Regions from separate parts of the Mus musculus genome. Here region 1 is linked to region 2. A link is a contact called in public HiChIP or PLAC-seq data. All regions are on one chromosome and are shown on one strand. Each heading gives the region's core, a stretch centred on a gene start, on an enhancer-like site or on the middle of the called end of the contact. The rest is flanking DNA. Distances are from core to core; before and after follow the strand shown. Region 1 overlaps Pex14 (peroxisomal biogenesis factor 14). Region 2 overlaps Gm572 (predicted gene 572).

What was found. HiChIP or PLAC-seq counts read pairs in DNA pulled down with a chosen protein or histone mark.
Region 1: a contact with region 2 is called in an H3K27ac HiChIP or PLAC-seq map of T-cell acute lymphoblastic leukemia, with 4 times the contacts expected there. The contact joins two enhancer-like sites. A contact is called at or near these places in 19 of 39 promoter capture datasets (the 3T3-L1 cell line, 3T3-L1-derived adipocytes, the C10 cell line and 11 more), 3 of 15 datasets of contacts at CTCF or cohesin (embryonic stem cells, large pre-B cells and pro-B cells), 15 of 484 Hi-C or Micro-C datasets (the G1E-ER4 cell line, the HPC-7 cell line, the MPC-11 cell line and 7 more), 18 of 115 datasets of contacts at active chromatin or transcription factors (SST interneurons, T-cell acute lymphoblastic leukemia, embryonic basal ganglia and 9 more) and 4 of 9 other capture datasets (embryonic stem cells, liver, macrophages and 1 more).

The regions. Positions count from the first base shown.
Region 1 is chr4:149,061,660-149,066,367 of GRCm38.p6, reverse strand. All of the region lies in intron 2 of Pex14 (peroxisomal biogenesis factor 14), which reads left to right. Among named protein-coding and RNA genes, the nearest start is that of Gm46722, 34 kb to the left of the region's middle. Within about 2 kb of position 1,292, at least 21 of the 459 cell types and tissues checked have an H3K27ac peak or open chromatin away from gene starts, as enhancers often do. A contact at or near this core is called in the P5424 cell line, T-cell acute lymphoblastic leukemia and memory CD8 T cells, where this site is marked.
Region 2 is chr4:148,655,591-148,660,131 of GRCm38.p6, reverse strand. Gm572 (predicted gene 572) reads right to left here. Exons shown (of 12, transcript NM_001368835.1): 4 at 1,976-2,100; 5 at 1,063-1,206. Among named protein-coding and RNA genes, the nearest start is that of Gm572, 15 kb to the right of the region's middle. Within about 2 kb of position 2,056, at least 33 of the 459 cell types and tissues checked have an H3K27ac peak or open chromatin away from gene starts, as enhancers often do. A contact at or near this core is called in the P5424 cell line, T-cell acute lymphoblastic leukemia and memory CD8 T cells, where this site is marked.

The DNA.
Region 1 (4,708 bases), core at 43-2,542, 410 kb before region 2:
CCCCCTTAGGCTTCCCCTGAGTGTCCCCACTCAGTGCCTTCAAAACAAGGCACGGCAGCCTCTCCTCTACTTGTTGTGCTCTAGAAATGTCGGTTATAGACTTTGTTAATGTGCAGAAGGGAGCACTAGAAACAGTGGCAAATCATCTCACTGAATTGATCTTATAACTTCTGTTTATCAAGTGATTATGGTATTGTTATTCCTATAGAGTTTTGAAGATTGCATCTTCCTCTTCGGAGGCTCATTTATAGGAGACTTCTTCCTTTGTAGTATTTAGAAATCACTTTATTTCCAGTGAATTCCAGATAGATTGGCAGTTGCTCTTCTGTGTCCCCCACATTACCTCGTTGGACTCCGTCAGGTCGGGGGTGTTCCCCTGCTGACCAAACTGCAGCTAATCCTGGCTGCAGACGCCCTGCGGTGTTTGTTTTTTACAGTTCCTGGATTTGGTTTAATGTACAATTGATTTTTTTTAAATGTATTTAATCATTTTTTTCTTACCTCATAAGGATTAACCTGCACAAACCTCATTTTATCCTAAGTGTGGCTTTGGGAGGAAGGGAGGAGAAAATTGAGTTTCTCTAGCTTATTTTAGTCTTTCACTTTTTATTTTCTGAATAGCTTCTCCTGCCCAAGCAGCTCTATAAAGTACAGTGTGTTCCTCGATCATTACTTACTCATTACTAACTGGTCTCTCCTGCTTGCCTTTGTCTGTGAAATAAATACAGGGGCCCTAACGATAATTGCTGGCTCTATCGCAGGCTCACCAATTACAGATCAACAGGGAAGGCAGCCGATGGTGGTTTGTGGTTGGTGCTGACTGCCCACCTAGCAAACGTGAGCGAGCCATCACCCTGTGGCTGGGTTACTGCCACAGGCCTCTCCTGGCTCTGTGCTTTGGCTCCCGTGATGGCCTCTCTTGGTTCTCTTGGTTTAGGTTTCAGACTCACTTTACCCTGTATCTGTTCTTGTTTCCACCTTGGTTTCCATCTCCTTGTAGTGCCTCTGAGGTATTCATGCAAGAGACAAGGTCTCACTATCTAGCCCTGCTAGCCCTGGAACTCATTATGTAGACTAGGCTGGCCTAGAACTCACAGAGATCCACCTGCCTCTGTCCCTGGCATTAAAGGCATGTACCACTATGCCCAACCTGCTTGCTGATAGCCTTAATTTGTAAGAGGTGGGGTTGTTTTTTTCTTTTAGAGGTACTGGGGGTTAAAGCCCAGGCCTTATACATGCTAGAGAAAAGCTTCACCACTCAGCTGCACCAAGCCTTCCGCCTTTTATTGTGGCTTCTGTGTTATCTGGAGAGCGAACTCAGGGTCTCGTGCATGTTATACTCACCGAGCTGTATACCAGCTGGGAAGTGGTTTCTTGAAACCTTTGGTTTTCTTTACCTTTCTGTCTGCTGAGTCCAAGTAAAGGTGTCTCTGTGAACACCCAGTTAGCTTCCTTTTAATTGCTGCTGATCTGCAGTCTACACAAAGCACAAAGCAGAGGAAACTGCATTTTACATTAGGCCACCGGGCACAAGGGTGGGGATTTTAGTTGTTCGAGTAGTGAAGGAGTCTATGTTACATGGATGTGTGTCCACATGGGACACATTTGCGTCTGCTTTTCCCAGGTATTTGGCGTATAGACACCTTGCTAACCCTGCTATGGGGTGGCTGTGTACTGTGTTTCTTAGCTCTTGAGTGGTACTCAGTCCACACTTTAGGACCTAAGTGAGTGTGTGTGCTCACTTACACAGGCTGGAGATGCATTGCACAGTTGCTGCCTGGCTTCCTGCTGGGAACCTAGGGTGCAGCGTTCCCACTGGGGTGCCCATATACTGATGTTCAGTGGAGCATTGCCACTTGGGCAGTATAAAGAGGGCATTTATGAACAGGAGCATCAGAGGAAGCATTATAACCGAGACCTTTATAGCCTTTCCATTATTATGGTTTAAATCTTGACAGTATTTATTTGCAGTGACACTGGGACCAGTAAAGCCAGCGCTCGCTCCCACCTCCTCGCTCTTCCTTTCCCACATCCTGTCCTGAAGCTGTCCTGCACGACCGAGTGTGCGGACAGAGCAGCTTGCTTTCAGTTTGTCTAGAAACAGTCCCGTTGACTCAGGCTGGAAGCCAGAAGACTCCCCGTCTGTTTGTCTCACTGCAACTGTTGTTTCACAAACGCCCCGAAAGCTGCGAGCTGCGGATGCCAGCGAGAGGGCTGTCTTTCTGCGCGAGCTCCCTCACCTCTCGTCTGTCTTTCCCTTTCTTTACCCCTCTTTCCTCTCGGAATTATTTTCTCTTTCACTACCCTCTCTCTGTCTGTCCCTCCCTGCCTCCTGCTCACCTTTGATGACTGTGGTGGCATGTGTAGGTGACTGTGGTGGCATGTGTAGGTGACCGTGGTGGCATGTGTAGGTGACCGTGGTGGCATGTGTAGGTGATGGGGTTTTGGCTGACGTCATGGTGTACTCTTTCAAGCTTTAGTGCTATTTGATTGAAAGTGTGTACTTCCCAGCTAAAACATTTGTTTAGATTTGTTTCATGTGTGTATGTACACCACAGGTGTGTGTGCCCGAGATACTTGGAGGTCAGACCCCCTGGAGCAGGAGTTAGGGATGGCTGTGAGCTTCCATGTACGTGCTGGGAACCAAACCTGGGTCCTCTGAGAGAGGATCAAATGCTGCTTGTTAACCACTGAGCCATCTCTCTAGCTCCAGTTGTCACCTTTTTGTTGTCTGTTGTAGAAATGGAGGTGTCGTTGCATGTCAGGGTTTATAGAGTACTCATTGGGTTTAGTGCTGGAAGCCAGGTGCTGTGCCAAGTCATAGCAGTAACTCAGTGGCATGACTTCATAATTCGTAAGACAAGAGGCATTCTGTGCCTAGTCTTTAAGTCTGTTTCCCCCACCAAAAGGCTGCCACAATCACAGAAGGACCAGTTGCACGGAAACTTACTCAAGTGGCTTCTAAGTAGGACTATGACTTTTAGGGGCCATAGGACCTATGACCTGTAGGGACTGAGTGAGGCCTGTGACCTCTAAGGCACACTTTGTCTTACCTGTAAGACCGTAGCAAAGTGTATATTGTTCTTCGAGGCCCTGGATCATTAACCTCCAATCCTGAAGGTGCTCTGTAACTGGAACTGTGATGTGAAGAGCAGGTATCTGTGGGCGGGGTGGCGGAATCTCTGACTGTACTTACTAGGGATTTCAGTCAGGGCTTGGAGAATCTCTTCCTGATATCTGACACTGTGGCACTTGACTGAGTCACCTGATTGATGACATGAGCATCCCTGGGTGTTAAACACCTGGCCAGGGAAACAGAGACTCTCTTCGGACTTACTCAAAGAATGGCAGACAGATTGTCGGATTTTAATGAAGATGGGGTGGGTCCCTGCTGCTCAGCTGCTTTGGAGCACAACAGTCCCAGTGTTCAGTTCAGGGCGTGTTGTTTGGAAACCCGCTCTGGTGTCAGTGGTTACACTCTCATTTGTCAAACCTTTGAGTCCGTCAGGACAAATCCTAGCAGTAACTTGAGAAGGATAGGAGGAGCCTCTCATTCAGACGCCTCCCATCTTCTTCTTTTTAGAAGATCTGATCTGGTGTTAGCCTTTAGAGGCGTCATCTCCTAAGTTCGGTTGTAATCAAGCTTTCTCCCTGGAAGGAAGGAGACTGCTTTTCCATGACGCGTGTGGGGTGCCGGAAATGTATGGTTTCATCACAGTCTTTAATAAGCCAACGGCTAAGTGCTCTTACACTGTACACTGGATGCCAGTCACACGTCGGCCTGGACTTTCATCCTCCTGGCTGGATGTGGCGCTGGCGATCAGAAAGTCATAAATCTGCTGATCCAGTACTTTAACCTCTCAGGCAGGAGAAGGTGGGAGCAGGCACTACCGTCAAATGCACACACACTTGAGGATGACAGTTTGGACAGAAATTAATCTAAACTATCCTAAAACTTGTGGCCATTTCCATTGGTGTGGGTGGACCTGTAGCTGCTCACGACCTGAGTGGTTACTTGTCTGTCCTGGAGGCGGTCTGTCCAGTCCCCTCAGGAGCTCCCACTTCATTTCCTGCCAGGGCCTATCGTCTCCCTTCCTAGTCAGGGTCTAAGCAGCCTAAGGATCAGTTAGTGTTCGTGGCTTGTTGGTTCCTTGGCGTTGCTGCTGAGCCATCCAGCAGGGGTGCCAATTCTTCCATTTAGCTGACTATTATATAGCCCTTAAAAGGGAAGGGTTTATTTTAGCTGGCTGCTATATTGATTGCTATAGGGACGTTTCTATTTTCACTGGCTGCTATATTGACTGGGAAAGGGAAAGGGGCCGTATTGCCGGGAGCTGTCATATTGACTGTTACAGAAAAGATCTGTATTTAAGCAGTACCAGTGCACTGGGATCCCAGGCAGGATATTAATGCTAATTCATCCGCTCACCCCCTGCCGTGAGTGTTATTTGTTTAAATCTGTAGATTCCCACAGCGCGTTTATATCCTCACTAGAGTGAGCTCCGTTCCCTGTAATTATTTAACATTATATGCTGATATAAATTGTAACAGTTAAAGAATGGTAATGAGTAGCCAAAAAAGAAAAGGAAAGAAAAGAAAAAGAAAAAAAAAAGGAAATGGGAAAACAGAAAAAGGAAATGGAGGCAATATATAAAATAGTCGATCTGTGGGGTAGATAATTGTGTATATTGTGCGCACGTGCATGCAT
Region 2 (4,541 bases), core at 807-3,306:
GCTCAGCTGTTAAGAGCACTGGCTGGGTTTTTTTTTTGTTTTGTTTTTTTGTTTGTTTAGTTTTGGATTTTTTGAGACAGGGTTTCTCTGTACAGCCCTGGCTGTCCTGGAACTCACTCTGTAGACCAGGCTGCCTCGAACTCAGAAATCCACTTGCCTCTGCCTCCCAAGTGCTGGGATTAAAGGCATGCACCACCACTGCCCGGCTACTGGCTGCTCTTCTAGAAGTCTTGAGTTCAATTCCCAGCAACTACATAGTGGCTTACAACCATCTGTAATGGGATCCCACACCCTCTTCTGGTGTGTCTGAAGACAGCATGCTCATATGAACTCAATAAATAAATCTTTTTCTTAAAAAAAAAATGTATGAACCTGAATTTGGATTGCCAGAACCCACATAAAGCCAGATGTAGTAGCTGGAGTCTGTAATCTCATCATTCCTTCAGCAAGAGAGGAGGTAGAGTTGAGAGGCTCCACAGAAGTTTGAAGGCAGCCAGCCTGACACATGGAGCTGCAAGTGATAGACCCTATCTTCAACAAAGTGAAAGGCGAGACCTGATACCTGAGGTTGTCCTCTGACTCCCACTGTCCTTGGGACTCACAGGAGAAACTCACACATATGAACACATACACATATACCCATACACACACACACACACACACACACACACACACACACAGGAGACGGGAGGTGGGAAGAGGGGAAGGAGAGAGAGAGGACCCAGCCAGCAACATCCCTTAATCCAAAGAGAAAAACACAAATATTGGTTTGATGCTTGTTGGATGACATGAAGAACACAGCCTCAGAGACTTCATTACTCACCCCGTCCCTTATCCTGACAAAGGCCTCATTGGTCAAAAGCCCAGTGGAAGGCGACTGCCAGCCAACACTACGGACATCCAGAGAGAATGGTCCTATCCCGTGTCTCTAGTTGTCTGCTTTGCTGGGCTATGTCCCAAGGTTCACGAACCACAACCATCAACCTGGGCCTTTGACGGAAGCCAGCCCAGGATGCCCCCCTACCACCTGGGGTGCTCTCCAGGGCCTTCTCAGGCTGTTACCTGGATGAATGAGGGATGACAACGGACGCTCTGTTCACCCAGCCTTGCCACCATCATGGGACACCTCATTATGTAGCGATCGCTCTGCTTCAACCTTTTCGCCCCTTTTTGAAACATTCTGATTTCCAACCTGTAATTTGCTTTCTGGAAGTCAGGCAGAATTCACACACACAAATAAGAAAAGAAAATGCAGTTAATAAGCCACAATTATAGGTCGGCCTCTATTCGCAGTGGGCATGATTAATGCAGGCCTGTCTCGTGGAAGAGCTAAGAATCAAGTGGAAGGCTCTTGTGGACTGGGAACCTTGGCAGATTCTGGCCTGTGACAGTGCAGTCCCCAACAGGGGAAGCCCCTGGGGCTGGGGGGACTGCTATACCTTTCAGGAAGATCACCCTTAAAGAGACAGCACAGCAGCCTGTGTCCCATCATCCCTGACACCATACTGGTTGGTGGCCTGTTTCCTTTGACTCTCATTCATTGACTCCCTTGGACCCATTTTACAGCTGAGGCAGTTGAGGCACAGCAACTAAGCAAGCAGCCATGGCCATTTCTACAATAGAATTTCATTCAGCATGTCGGTCCAGCCTGGTCTACAGATTCTAAGACAGCCAGGTGTCTGTGACATAGAAAAACCTAGGAAAGTGGGGTGGGGGTAGGGCAGAACTAGAGGCAGTAGTGTATGCCTTTAGTCCCAGCATTTGGGAGGCAGAGGCAGGCAGATGTCTGTGAGTTTGAAGCCAGCCTTATGTGCCCAACTAATAAACCCAGGCCAGCTATGGGTTTATAGTGAGACCCTGTGTTAAAGCAACAAAAGAAGCTGGCTATGTAACTGTGTATGTGCATTTGCCTAGCCATACACGAGGCACTGACTTCTGGCCCCAGCACGGCAAATAAGTCGTTTCTCAAACCCACCTCTTTCTGTACAAAGCAACCAGAGTACAGTGCTCGGAAGATGAAGCCTCCCTCGTGAGCAGGATGCAAGAGGTAACCACATTTGGTAAGAAGAGAGTCCAGGTGGTTGGGGGCCCTCTTAGAGCCTACGACAGAAACAGAACAGCGGGAGAACAGCGGAGGTGAGGTTAGGAGTTTCCGACACTCAGACATAAGCCCAAGGCTGCGCTACCCTGGAACGTCAGAGAACGGTAAAGAGAATGGCGGAAGGTGGACGCCAACAGAAGTCAACATACAGACTGTCCAGCCTGGGTTGCAGAAGTTGTCTCCTAGCTCCTCTCCTACTTCCTTCCACCCACTGTAGTCTACTTCCCCACCCCCACTTCAGCAACCCACGGAGTCCCACTCGCGCCTGCGCCAGATCGCTCCACTCTGCACTCAGAGAGACCCCTGTGAGGTGCACAAAGCCTCTGACTGCTCTCCCTCTGCCTTAGCCACACTGGTCTTCCTGCTACTTCTAACACGTCGTCGTGGGTGCACTCAGGGCCTTTCCACTGGCTGAGTCTTCTGTCTCTTCCAGATACCTGCGTGGCTCAGTCCACCACTCTCAAGTCTTTAAGTAAAGCCCCCTTGTCAACGAGGTCTCTGCCAGCAAAGCCTCCATCACTCCTCTCCAAACCGCGCCCCACTCTCAGGATGCCTTTCGACACCACACATTACCGACTCGCCAGCTGAGAAAAATATGACAATGACTATAGCAATGGTCTTGTTGCCCTCCACTCAAATGCCAGCCCCGTGGCGCCAAGAGTATTTATCTGTTTTGTTCTTTGCCATATTCCTAGAGCCTTAAGTAAGCTGCGTCTGGCACATTGAGAGGGCTCTCAAGTAAACATTCATTGGATGAGGAATATCACCGAGCAGAGGGATTACAGGTAGTTTTCATTATCGTCTTTAGATTTCTTCTGTTTCCATAATTATCTCGTGTTGCTTTTGAGGTAATTTTTTTTTCCCCTTAAAGTCTCAGCTGATGGGAGGCGAACGCCCCTTGCAAGAGACAGCTTTCGAAGCCTGGATGTGGGGGGCTCTCTCTGGTGACATAGCGGTTGCTACTTTCCTTTTGAGAGGTTGCAGCCTTCACGGCTATCTTTAGCAGCAGATCAAGGCCGAGCCTGTGGCTCTGAAAGGCAGCTCACTGGGGAAATAAAGTGTCTAAGCCTGGATGTGCAAATTGACCTGGGTCGCTTTGGTTTCCCATTCACGTCTGCACTTTGTAAATATTTGCCTGCATCCCACTGCTTGCACCTGCTTTCTGTCCCTTCAACTTTATGGGAGGCAGCAGGCAGCATCGCAGGCAACATCGTTTCTGCATCCCCACCTGGTGCTGCTGCCGAGCAAAAGAAACAGTTTCCCTCCGAAGCCACAGGTGTCTCTGACAGCGCCTAAAACTAATGGCCTGTGGCTGGCTGCTGTGACTAATTCCCTGATTATCGACTTTATGATTTTACACTTAAAACTTCTTTATAATAACACACAGAAATGTTTAATGGGCTCTATCCAGAGCCATAAAAATTACTTATTGAACAAGCGTTTTAAAACTATTAATCTATTGTTTTCCATTAATAATGGCTTTCCAAAGAACAGGCGACAGCTTAATGTATCCTCTGCGTTTTTCTCCTGGAAAAGTGGCCTTTTAATACACAGATGCTGTTCCAACTCCTGAGAGGCATCGCCGCCTGGCTGACCATCCGAGGGCCAATTCAGGATTCAGGACACACCAGTCCCAGACAGCACTTTCGAATTCCCAGACAAAGTCAGGCGTGGTGGCTCACACCTGTAATTCCAGCTCTGGAAGGCTAAGACAGGAAGGAGGACTGCCATGAGTTTGGGGTCAGCCTGGATTGCACAGAGCTCTAGGGTAGCACTGTAGTAACCACAGTGTATGACCCTGCCTTCAAAAATAAGGGAAGGGAAAGGAAAAAGTAAAAACACTTTGAGATGGGAAGTTCCCCCCTCAATTTCTCTATTTTTGTACAAAAGAGGAAAATTGTGGGTGTCTGACTTGCAGCCTCTGTGACCAAACTCAAACAGGAGATGAGCATATTATCTCTGTTCTAGTTCCTTCTAGAAGTTTCCCACTTTGCACTGGGTAAGCTCATGGTTCAAAGTTTTCTGAAAGTGATAACTTTCTCAGCCCTCTTTCTGGCTGCTTTAGGCATGAGATTCTCCCACCAAGCATGAGATTGTGGTTCCCATGGGTAAGACGCGTCCTCTTCCAGAGAACCTGGGTTTGGTTCCTAGCACGTATGTGGTGGCTCACAAACATCTGTAATCCCAGTTCCAGAAGATGGACACCGTCTTCTGGCCCCTACTAGCAATGCATGCACATGGTATACAGACTTATGTGCAGGCAAAACATATGGGTATACACATGCAATAAAGGTTTAAACAGGAAAAAGGAAGGAATTGTGGGTCAGCAAAATGGCTCGATGGGCTAAAGCTACTTGCCACTAAGCCTGATGACTCAAGTTCAAATTCAGATCCACTTAGTTAAAAGGAAGAAATAGTCCTGCAAGTTATCCTCTGATGG